Regions from separate parts of the Ovis aries genome. Here region 2 is linked to region 1. A link is a contact called in public Hi-C data. All regions are on one chromosome and are shown on one strand. The core of a region is the stretch at or near the end of the contact, and the rest is flanking DNA. Distances in the headings are between cores, read along the strand shown. Region 1 holds the start of SRP14 (signal recognition particle 14). Region 2 overlaps BUB1B (BUB1 mitotic checkpoint serine/threonine kinase B).

Region 1 (5,246 bases), core at 1,972-4,471:
TCATTCAGATTTGCTAAAGGAACTAAGATGATAAAATTATACAGCCAGCTTGGAAACCCATGAAATAACACAACTTTTAATAAAATTGTCAGGTTTCAGTTCCAGTAAACCAAAAGACAGGGCCTCAATCCTATACATAATCACATCATTCCAGAACGAGAAGCTATGGCCAGAAACTTTTTATGGGGTAGGAAAAAGAATAAAAGTTGGTCAGTGCTGATAAATACAGGTTAAATAATACACTGCTCTTTACAGATGGCTACAGCGTCTGTAAACTATTATCTAGGAATATACAACTGTCCAACACAAACCACTAGCCAGATCTAAGATAAACTGGCTTCGTGTAACTACCCTGTAAACACTGCAGCCCTTCTTCCATCCAAAAATGACCCTAATCTCACATGAAAACAGTCATTAAAGGGAATCAGAAACTCAGCTTTGTGGCCAAAAATAAAAACCAAAGGAAAAATAGCAATTCAGTGGTTAGTTGGTGAAAACGGGAAAGCTGGTGCCCTTCACTGCGCTGCTTTGCTCTTCTTACTCTTGCTCTTTTTGTCCCTCTTCTTCAGCCCATCCATGTTAGCTCGCAATAGGTTTGAATAAGCCTAAAAGACACAGAGCATGACCTTAGTGCAAAGAGTTGCAAATTGGTGAAGCATCTGCCCTACTTCCGTAATGGATTTAAGATTGCCAAAATCAGAAAGCCTAACTGATAAAGTATAGAATTCTATGGGACACCTGTATCCTAAGGAATATGGTGTAAGGCAAACACCCTCACGTTATAGCAGGTTCTGCAACACCCACTATTGAGTTGCACATTTTTTACTTTTTTTTTTAAGCAAAAATGGTAGACTGCAGGCGACTTACATAGTACTCTAAGTATAGCATATATGAAGCCTAAGACAACAAAATTTAGCTAAAAAGACAATGTCAGTGTTGAAGTAAAATTCATAGCTTGGCAGCTTTTACTTGTAAACTATTGGTAAAACACAGTATCATAGGAGAGCAGTGAACTTAAGTCACAGTCTTAACCCAACCCAGTGTTAAACATTAGGCTGACTCTTGCTTCAAGAAATGGGACACAGAGAACACCAGAAACTCACCATCTGAAACTTATTCACTTCTTTGGAGCTCACCTGGAAAATAAGGGGGAAAACATCACCCCTGTTACCACAAAAAAATCATCTGCCTCACCCAGTAAAACTCAAAAGCCTCATGAAGACATCCTAACCTTTAAAAATATTTCTTCCCCACTGCAGGAATGGGAAAGCTATTTTTCTACTCCACTTTCCTCTGCCTGAGGAACAAGTAAAGTAGCTCTGCACTTTGAGAATTGTACCAAGATGGGAAACATGGGCTGCTTAAGAAGCTATGCTTCTCGCCTCTGTTGAAATCTCTTAAACACACTGCACTGACTTTTTCTAAGGAGTCTAAGCAATGTCAAAGAACTTAACCTTTTGCGCAAGATACATTTAAATTACACCCTCCCCATCTTATTTTAAACCTACTTTCCATTAATTCAGGCCCATGTAAGCAAACTGCAAGCTACCACAAGAGAAATTTTATGTCTGAAGATTCCTTAGTTTTCCATACTTCATGATACCCAACTTTATTTTTTTAAGCCACATAAATGCTTGCTTTACTGTAAAAATCTTCTCAAGATAATTGGTAATGGAAGATTAAACAACTAATTATAGCCCACATTATCCTGAACATCCTATACTGATTAGAGGGCAGCCTGGTTCTGCCCCAGTAGAATAAAGAAGTATTCATTTGATCCAAGGAGTCTTCTTGCTTTCCCATCAACTTCCACTTTGAAAGGGAAAGCTAGAACTCTTACTCAGTGTGCCATATGCTCAGTAGTGTCTGACTCTTTGCAACCCCATGGACTGTAGCATGCCAGGCTACATGCTCAAATTCAAAGCCTGATATAATACATGTTTGGTACCTGAACCACAACGATAAAGGAATAATCAGCTTAAAAGTAAAAAGCATCTGGTACCAAGAAACTGTTCACTGAAGCCCCAGCACAGTAAGGGAATAAGGAATCAAATATGCCAGCTGCTCCTTACAGTACTACTCTGAGTAAGGACCGATATGCTAATATTTTTTTCTAACAAGTGTTTGACTTCTACCACCTTCATTTTAATTTTGCTCTTGGGCTTTCTATTAACAGCTGGGGAACTACACACTAGGCTTCATTTAGTAACTTACAAAAAAAAAAAAAACACAAAACCTGGTACAGATATAACCCATCCTCAGTTAAGTTCAAGTCTTTAAAATTCCAAAACAGGAGTATTAGGAGTCCAACTTACCACAGTGCTGATCTTCTTTTTCCCATCAGTAGCTCTTAACAGACATTTGTTGTCTGAGGGCTCAAAGCCCTCCACAGAACCCTTCCTTGGAATGGGTTTAGTTCGGCCATCATCTGCATGAAAAATACATCCTGCTGAACATAGCCACAGACTTAACAGGTAGACAAAAAGTTAATAAGTCGGGAAGGGATACAAAGAGGATACCTAATCCACCTCCACTGATCTAGTTCTGTTAACCACATTATCTGCTATCACAGATGGCTTGGCCACATCTTGGGAACCTACCTGCTACTCCCAAGATGGGAACACTAATATCAAAGCACATTAAACCTCACTAATCATGGCGCGGCCTGGAATCCTTGACAAGGACAGCCCTGACATGACTGGGGCCCACTGGAACCGGAACTGACTTAGGTGGTTAAGTGCTGGGGGCCGCACCAGCCCCAATCCCTAATACTCTCTGGCCCCTCAGCTCTGAATGGGCCCAGGATAAGGTGGAGGAAGGCAGGGGAAGCAGAGGATGCGCAGCAGAAAGATTCTGCCTGAGGCTCCCAGTCACTGGGCACCCGGGCCGGGGTCTCGCTCCGCCTCCCAGCCCGCTTCCGGCCTTGCCGCGTCCACAGCTGCTTACACTTCTTCAGGGTGATGAACACGCTGCCCGACAACCGGCATTTCTGGAAGAGCCTAGTCAGCTCCGTCAGGAACTGGAACACAACAAGCCCGGCCCCGTTAGGCAACCACAAACCCCCTTCCCGCCTCGTCAAGTCCCTGTCCCTCCAGAAGAAAGAGACAGAGGTCCCGAGCTAAGCCCCAAACACCATCGGTCCCTCAGCCGGCCATCTCTGGCTATACCTGTTCACTCTCCAGCAGCACCATCCCGGCGCTGCTGGCTCCGCTCCGTCAGCACAAGCCCCAAGCCTCTGGAGCCGGAAGTTTCACTCGGCCTGGGCGGGACTTCCGCTATTAGGTTTCTTGTCTCTTTCACACAATCCCTGCTTCCACCGTTTCTCCGCCCCACCTACCTCGCGCCCGCGCTCAGGGACGCCCCCTTCTGTTCCGGGAGAGCGACGACCCCGAATGCCTTTGGAGTGTGTCTGATTTCACAGACAAGCAATCCCCTCATCCAATCAGCGGAAGGGAGTAAGAGCACGGAAGGATTTGATGGAAACCTGTAGTTGTGGATCAGCTGGTAGAGAATCCGCCTACAATGCGTGAGACATGGGTTCGATCCCTGGGTTGGGAAGATCCCATGGCGAAGGAAAAAGCTACCCACTTCAGTTAATTCCATGGGCAAGTCCATGGGGTCGCAAAGAGTCGGACACTACAGAGCAACTTTCACTTTATAGCTGTGTACATTCAGCTGTGTGTTGGGCAAGTTACCTAACAGTTCGGTGCTTCAGTTTCCTCAATGTATACTAATAGTATCCACTTCACAGTGTGGCTTTGAAGAATAAATGAGCTAATATTAAACAAAACAGTGCGCGGCTCATAGAGCCTGCTCAATAAACATTAGCTCTTCACTTCACGACCCAGATAATCATGATGGTGTGATCACTCATCTAGAGCCAGACATCCTGGAATGTGAAGTCAAGTGGGCCATCAGTACGAACAAAGCTAGTGGAGGTGATGGAATTCCAGTTGAGCTATTTCAAATCCTGAGAGATGACACTGTGAAAGTGCTGCTGCACTCAATATGCCAGCAAATTTGGAAAACTCAGCAGAGGCCACAGGACTGGAAAAGGTCAGTTTTCATTCCAATCCCAAAGAAAGGCAATGCCAAAGAATGCTCAAACTACCGCACAATTGTACCCATCTCACATGCTAGTAAAGTAATGCTCAAAATTCTCCAAGCCAGGCTTCAGCAATACTTGAACCGTGAACTTCCTGATGTTCAAGCTGGTTTTAGAAAAGGCAGAGGAACCAGAGATCAAATTGCCAACATCCGCTGGATCATGGAAAAGCAAGAGAGTTCCAGAAAAACATCTATTTATGCTTTATTGACTATGCCAAAGCCTTTGACTGTGTGGATCACAAGAAACTGTGGAAAATTCTGAAAGATATGGGAATACCAGACCACCTGACCGGCCTCTTGAGAAATCTGTATGCAGGTCAGGAAGCAACAGTTAGAACTGGACATGGAACAACAGACTGGTTCCAAATAGGAAAAGGAGTACGTCAAGGCTGTATATTTTCACCCTGCTTATTTAACTTCTATGCAGAGTACATCATGAGAAACGCTGGACTGGAAGAAATACAAGCTGGAATCAAGATTGCTGGGAGAAATATCAATAACCTCAGATATGCAGATGACACCACCCTTATGGCAGAAAGTGAAGAGAAACTAAAAAGCCTCTTGATGAAAGTGAAAGAGAAGAGTGAAAAAGTTGGCTTAAAGCTCAACATTCAGAAAACGAAGATCATGGCATCTGGTCCCATCACTTCATGGGAAATAGATGGGGAAACAGTGGAAACAGTGTCAGAATTTATTTTGGGGGGCTCCAGAATCACTGCAGATGTTGATTGCAGCCATGAAATTAAAAGATGCTTACTCCTTGGAAGAAAAGTTATGACCAACCTAAATAGCATATTCAAAAGCAGAGACATTACTTTGCTGACTAAGGTCCATCTAGTCAAGGCCATGGTTTTCCCTGTGGTCATGTATGGATGTGAGAGTTGGACTGTGAAGAAGGCTGAGCGCCGAAGAATTGATGCTTTTGAACTGTGGTGTTGAAGAAGACTCTTGATTGAGAGTCCCTTGGACTGCAAGGAGATCCAACCAGTCCATTCTGAAGGAGATCAGCCCTGGGATTTCTTTGGAAGGAATGATGCTAAAGCTGAAACTCCAGTACTTTGGCCACCTCATGCGAAGAGTTGACTCTTTGGAAAAGACTCTGATGCTGGGAGGGATTGGGGGCAGGAGGAGAAGGGGAC
Region 2 (5,543 bases), core at 1,580-4,079, 140 kb after region 1:
TTATAATTCTATCAGCTTTGGCTTAAAACATGGGTAGTTTCCATTTTCTCTTGCCTTTTGATAAATACTATATTAAAGAATACTGTATGTTAAGAGGATATTTGCTTCCTAAAAGTCAGTAGTCACTGAGAATAGTTTAAAAGTATTCAAAGGAAAAAAAAACACACACACATTGAGGAAATAATCCAGAAAAAACGATATCACTCTGTTGTGATGATTCCTGTTTAGAGAGATGTAAAAGATAAATACTTGTGGAGTGTGAAGTGGGCTGTCTAGTGTTCCTTTGTGTGGGGCCAGTGCAGTACTAGGTAGATTGCTAGCAAAGCTGAGGCACTGCTCAGTTTCAAAGACCAAAGTTTAAATCATACCAAGCTGAGGTAATTGCTGAGAGGAGTAAGTAAAACCAGAGTGCGAATGCAAACCATGCCAAGAAAAGGGGCTTAGTGTTGAAATCCAGTGTAGCCATCAAGTTCAAGGAAGGAAATTTCAGAGCAGGAAATAAGAGATGAAACCCAGATACTCAGTTAAGAAAATATAGAAAACATTGAGGCATAAACAAGGCAAAAATGGTCAACAATTTTTGTTTTATGGAAAGGACTAGAAGACCAGCACGCCCTTCTAGTGATCATTGATCTCATGATGTTTGAGTAAGCAGTGTAGTTTAAAGATGCTTTTTCTGTCCCAAGCTTGTGACTTGGGTAAGCAGTTAATTTTCTCTTTGAGGTCTTTGGTGAACACTAAAAGCTGGAATCATTCTCTACATTTCTCCTGACTACTTATTCTGTTAGAAGAAACTGAATTAGACTCCAGATCATAGTTGGCATGGAAATTAAATAAAAGAATCTCCAATGTATTCCTGCAATCATAACCAAAAGAACTAGAGCTTCCTACCTTCTTTCCTGAGATGGTGGAGTCTTAAAGGCTTCCCCAAGCATAATACAGCAGCATTTCTCATCCAGAGTACCACAGGTACTTAGTGCGAGTCTGGTCCAAGCATTTCAGGATTTTTATATCTATTCCCCTATAATTACCTCCCACCCAATTAAATACAAGTTACAGTCAACCAGTCATTGTGATCACCAAAAATCTCCCCATATGTTTCTAAATGTGAAAAACCCTGGTACAGTTTTTATTTTGATTCTGTTTCACAGCACTGAAATTTCAGAGGGATAGTACTAGAGTTCACAGGGCTTTTCTCAGGAATTGTAGGCAAAGAGATTTTCTAAGCCTTTTTAGGATTGGGCATTTGTATTCTGTATATTTAGATATCCTCTCAGTCCCCCGAGGACTCTAGAAAACCACATAGTGTTCAAGGGACATTGCCTTTTAATATGTCACAACTTTTCAAATTTGATAGGAAATGTTGTATAGATTCACAAGGAATTGAAAGAGCCTTTTGAAGTCACTTAATGCAGTTTCTACATTGTGTGTGGGTAAAATGAGATCCAAGAAAGTGGAATGTCTTGCCCAGGGTAACAGTGAATGGAAGATTAGAGAGTTAGGAGACCTTTCTGCTTTTCATTATTCTAAGAAACATTTTCCTACCTCTCCCAAGTTTTGAAAATATTTGGGGATTACAGTTTTATGGCCAAAACAAAATTGTAAAGAAAAATGGGAACAGTTGTAAATTTTAAAGTAAAATAGATAAGCTGGTGCTGTGGAGGTATATGTGATAGGATTAATCAAAGCCTCTATTTAGAAATATAGGACCTGCCATTGATATCAATCAGGAACTGAGAAAGCAGAGAAAGAAAAGGAACACATAAAAAATAATCCATGTTTTCCTCATATAAATAATTCCTATATCTCTTTGGAGAACAGCTTTATTACATGGAATAGGTAATTCCAAGGAAAATCAGTAGTGATTTAGTGCTATGAAGTTGTGTGTGTGTGTGTATTTTTTAAGGAAATAAGGGTTGGAATTACAGATAAGTATAAGATAGAGTATGGTATTAGTTTACTGTAAACAGGATAGTTTACAGTATTTTGTAAAGGTGTCACTTTACCAAAAAACAGTCTTATGTTGTTTTTGATTAAATTCAATGAAGGAGTCTGAATGACATTCAGAAAGCCTAATCTATAATAGTAAACAAGAAAGGCTATGCCACCTATAAAAGCTTAATTTCCTCCATCGTAATCCTTGGTAGTGTATGAATTATTGCTATTATATATGTTAATATCTATAGTACAAGGCCCAGGCCTGCATTCTGCTTCTGGTACTTAGTTTATATAATATGAAAACTCGGGAAGTGTTCTGTTGTGACCATGCTCTTTGGCTTCTATAGCTTAGGCCAGTAAACCACTCTTGACATTCCCCAGTTGGGTGGATACAGGCACTTCTCTTACAGGTGCATTTTCACAACTAACCACTTGAGGGAGCTATTGGCATAGCTAAAGCACACCTGCAGTACCTCCTCTTTTTCTTTGCTTTTTTTTTTTTAAAAGACCAGCTATGCAGCTTCTTTCGTGGCCTGTTTTTTTAATCTCCTTCTCTTAAATTTGGGCTTAGAATCCACGATCCCTATGATTTTAATAAGAACAATCAAGCTTTGAAGATAGTGGACTTCTCCTACAGTGTTGACCTTAGGGCACAGCTAGACGTTTTTAACCTCAGTGGCTTTCGGACTGTACAGACCCTGGAAGGACAAAAGATCCTGGCTAACTGTTCTTCTGCCTACCAGGTAAGTGTAAAATAAGCCAGAGCAAATATGGAGAGGGTTTCTTAATCTCTTTCTTACCTAAATAAGCCATGAAAGCTAATGTTTGCTGATACTGTCTCTCCTGAAACAGATGACCTAGTTTTCATATATCACCAAGTCAAGCAAAATGTACCGTTTTTCTGTCACAACACTGAAGAATATACACATACACGTGCAGACACATGACTAACTCAGTAGCCTAAGTGTCAGGGCCGTTTCTACCACTTATCTGTGTTGTATTTTGTAAATCATTTTCTGTGATCCTCTCTGTAAAATAAAGATAATAGTTTGCTATATGTACATTAGAACTCTTGTGAGGAATAAATGAAATAAAGTATATAAAAAGAACATTAGGACAAATGTAAACTGTTTTATATGGTGGCATTATATGCAAAAATCCCTTTTGACTTAGCTCTGGATATATGGCATTTGCTGATTGAATATATAGCATAACCGTGAACTAGTCACGTGCAACACATTTAGATCACAGCTGGAGTCCATGCATATTTAGTAGGTATACAAATTTGCATTTGACAGTCCAGATATTTTTGTTCTTAAGGATAATTCCTAGAGTTGGCTCTGCTGCTCACTTCTTTGGGGAGTTTCTCCCTTCACTGTAAGGATAAGAACAGTCTACTAAAATGTATGTCATAAAATAAACTGAGCTAAGCACTGTAATGCCTGTCAACTTCCTGTATAAATAAACTGGCATCATAGTGGCAGAGAGTGATTTTAGCTGATAGTGCTCTTTGTGATTTCAGGTAGATCTGTTTGGTGTAGCAGATTTAGCGCATTTATTATTGTTCAAGGAGCACCTACAGGTCTTCTGGGATGGGTCCCTCTGGAAACTTAGCCAAAATATTTCTGAGTAAGTATTGCTGATTTCAGGATCTTTGCCTGTCCAAATGATCTTCTCTTTCTCTCCGGTGCTCTCTCAGCTTTGACAGCTTGGTTTCTTAATCCAAATGCCATGATTTCATTAATTTTAACCAGTTTTCATTAGATCTTCAGTGGAGTACCTTGTGTAGGACAAAGGAATTATTAATAAAAAGGGAATCAAACTATTCAGCTTCAGGACATTATTTTGAACCTAGATATATAAATACGACATATAGGTTGACTATGGAAGTCTCTCAGTTTAGACGTCTTAATAGAAACATTTTGTGAGAATAATTTCTAACCAATTGGTGTTAGTCTTATACCCCTTTTTAATTGCTTTTATGAAAAGGTAATAAGCATCTCTTGAAGAGAGTTAAATTTCTAAATTACACAATTTTAGGCTATTATTTATTTAGTGAATGAATAAAACCAAAGCAGAGAATTGAATCTCCTTGGTGAGGAAGTAAATGCTCTCTTAGTAAGAGTTGCTCGGTCTTAGAACCTTAGTATTCCCTCAAGCCTGCTCGTAATACTTGATAAATATCCCATCTTCCATCTTACCTTATCATAGCTGTTAACTTCCCAGAATAAGTATAACAATCTATCACCTACTAATAGATTCTTTAGTTAAAAGAAAAATCAGTATTGATACTTTAATACCACTTTACTTCCATTTTCCCCTCCCAACAATTGAATTGTTGTTTTTCTTTACTCAGAATTGGCCAGTCTTATTTGTCTCTAACATATACTTTCAAAATGGGTTTGAAATATAATTAAGGCATAACATAGGATAGAGTTAGGTATCTCCAGTTGGTTATGGTCCTAGATGAGTCTTACACAAGTGGAAGCAGGTAGGGGCAGGTGGGATTTTCTAACAACCTTGCCTTATACAATAATAGAAGCTTATCTGTTTAAAAAAAATTATTTTTTTAATACAAACATCATAGACTTAAGCAGTAGTTTCTTCAGTCAAGCTTAAGATTCTTCGAAGGTTGTAAAGATAATGAACTACTGGGCAAGGGGAGAGAGGAAGCTGTCATCTTTTTAAATGACCTAGACATTAGGAAAGTTAGAGGAGAGGAGAGAAATTTTGTTTTTCTTCTAGTTGTAGAAGTGCTGCATCTCAGTACATGGAGGAAATTTATAGATTCAAATGAAAGATTTTCTTTCCCTTTAGGTGTGTTCATTGTATTATAACTTTTCCCACTGTGGTAGTCTTTTTTTTTTTTTTTTTTTTGTAGTTTCACCTTGCGCTTTCAAAGGACACTACTTGATCTCTAACCCTAGAGTTAGGTATTACCTTAAACCATGTTGGTGCATAAATGTACCATTGAGTTAAACACAGAAAGAATTCAAACTCCTATATGCCTAATCTTGATGAAAATGGTTTTATATATTTTTAGGCTAAAAGATGGTGAATTGTGGAATAAATTCTTTTTGCGGATTCTGAATGCCAGTGACGAGTCCACAGTGTCTGTTCTGGGGGAACTTGCAGCAGAAATGAATGGGGTGTTTGACACCACATTCCAAAGTCACCTGAACAAAGCTTTTTGGAAAGTGGGGAAGTTAATCAGTCCTGGGGCTTTCCTCTTGCAGCAAGATAGGCAGTCAAGCCTCTCACAGATTCCTGCCTAAAATCAACGGTTGTACTGTGGAATGCTGGATCTGTGTATGCTGTGGTTTAATTTAGGTACACTACTAATACTTTTCTACTTTTTGATAGAAGTATATTTCTAGGTAACTGGCATTTTCTTCTCAACAATGTACCTACTCTTGGCCTTGACTAAGCTTAACAAAGAACAGTTTTATTCTAAATGGACTCAATATTAATGGGTACCTTGCTGTCATTTAACACATTTGCCTCAACTTTTCCTTGTACTCTTCCCATTTGTAATTTGTAACATGTATCCTTATGATCACTATGTATTTTGTAAATAATAAACCAGTATTTGTTAAATTTGTGCT

What was found. Hi-C and Micro-C count contacts between places; a contact is called where the count stands out from the background.
Region 2: a contact with region 1 is called in a Hi-C map of tail adipose tissue, with 4 times the contacts expected there. The contact joins the enhancer-like site here to the promoter of SRP14 in region 1. A contact is called at or near these places in 6 of 16 Hi-C or Micro-C datasets (blood, mixed tissues, omental adipose tissue and 2 more).

What each region holds. Positions count from the first base shown.
Region 1 is chr7:33,902,003-33,907,248 of ARS-UI_Ramb_v3.0, forward strand. It overlaps SRP14 (signal recognition particle 14), which reads right to left and starts at 3,222. Exons shown (of 5, transcript XM_004010441.5): 1 at 3,168-3,222; 2 at 2,947-3,019; 3 at 2,316-2,428; 4 at 1,104-1,136; 5 at 61-605. The coding sequence starts at 3,191. The coding sequence ends at 516.
Region 2 is chr7:34,044,167-34,049,709 of ARS-UI_Ramb_v3.0, forward strand. BUB1B (BUB1 mitotic checkpoint serine/threonine kinase B) reads left to right here. Exons shown (of 24, transcript XM_042252264.1): 22 at 2,510-2,681; 23 at 3,461-3,567; 24 at 4,982-5,535. The coding sequence ends at 5,213. LOC105608910 (a long non-coding RNA gene) reads right to left here. Exons shown (of 5, transcript XR_006060351.2): 5 at 3,050-3,718. Among named protein-coding and RNA genes, the nearest start is that of PAK6, 16 kb to the right of the region's middle. Within about 2 kb of position 2,830, at least 3 of the 54 cell types and tissues checked have an H3K27ac peak or open chromatin away from gene starts, as enhancers often do.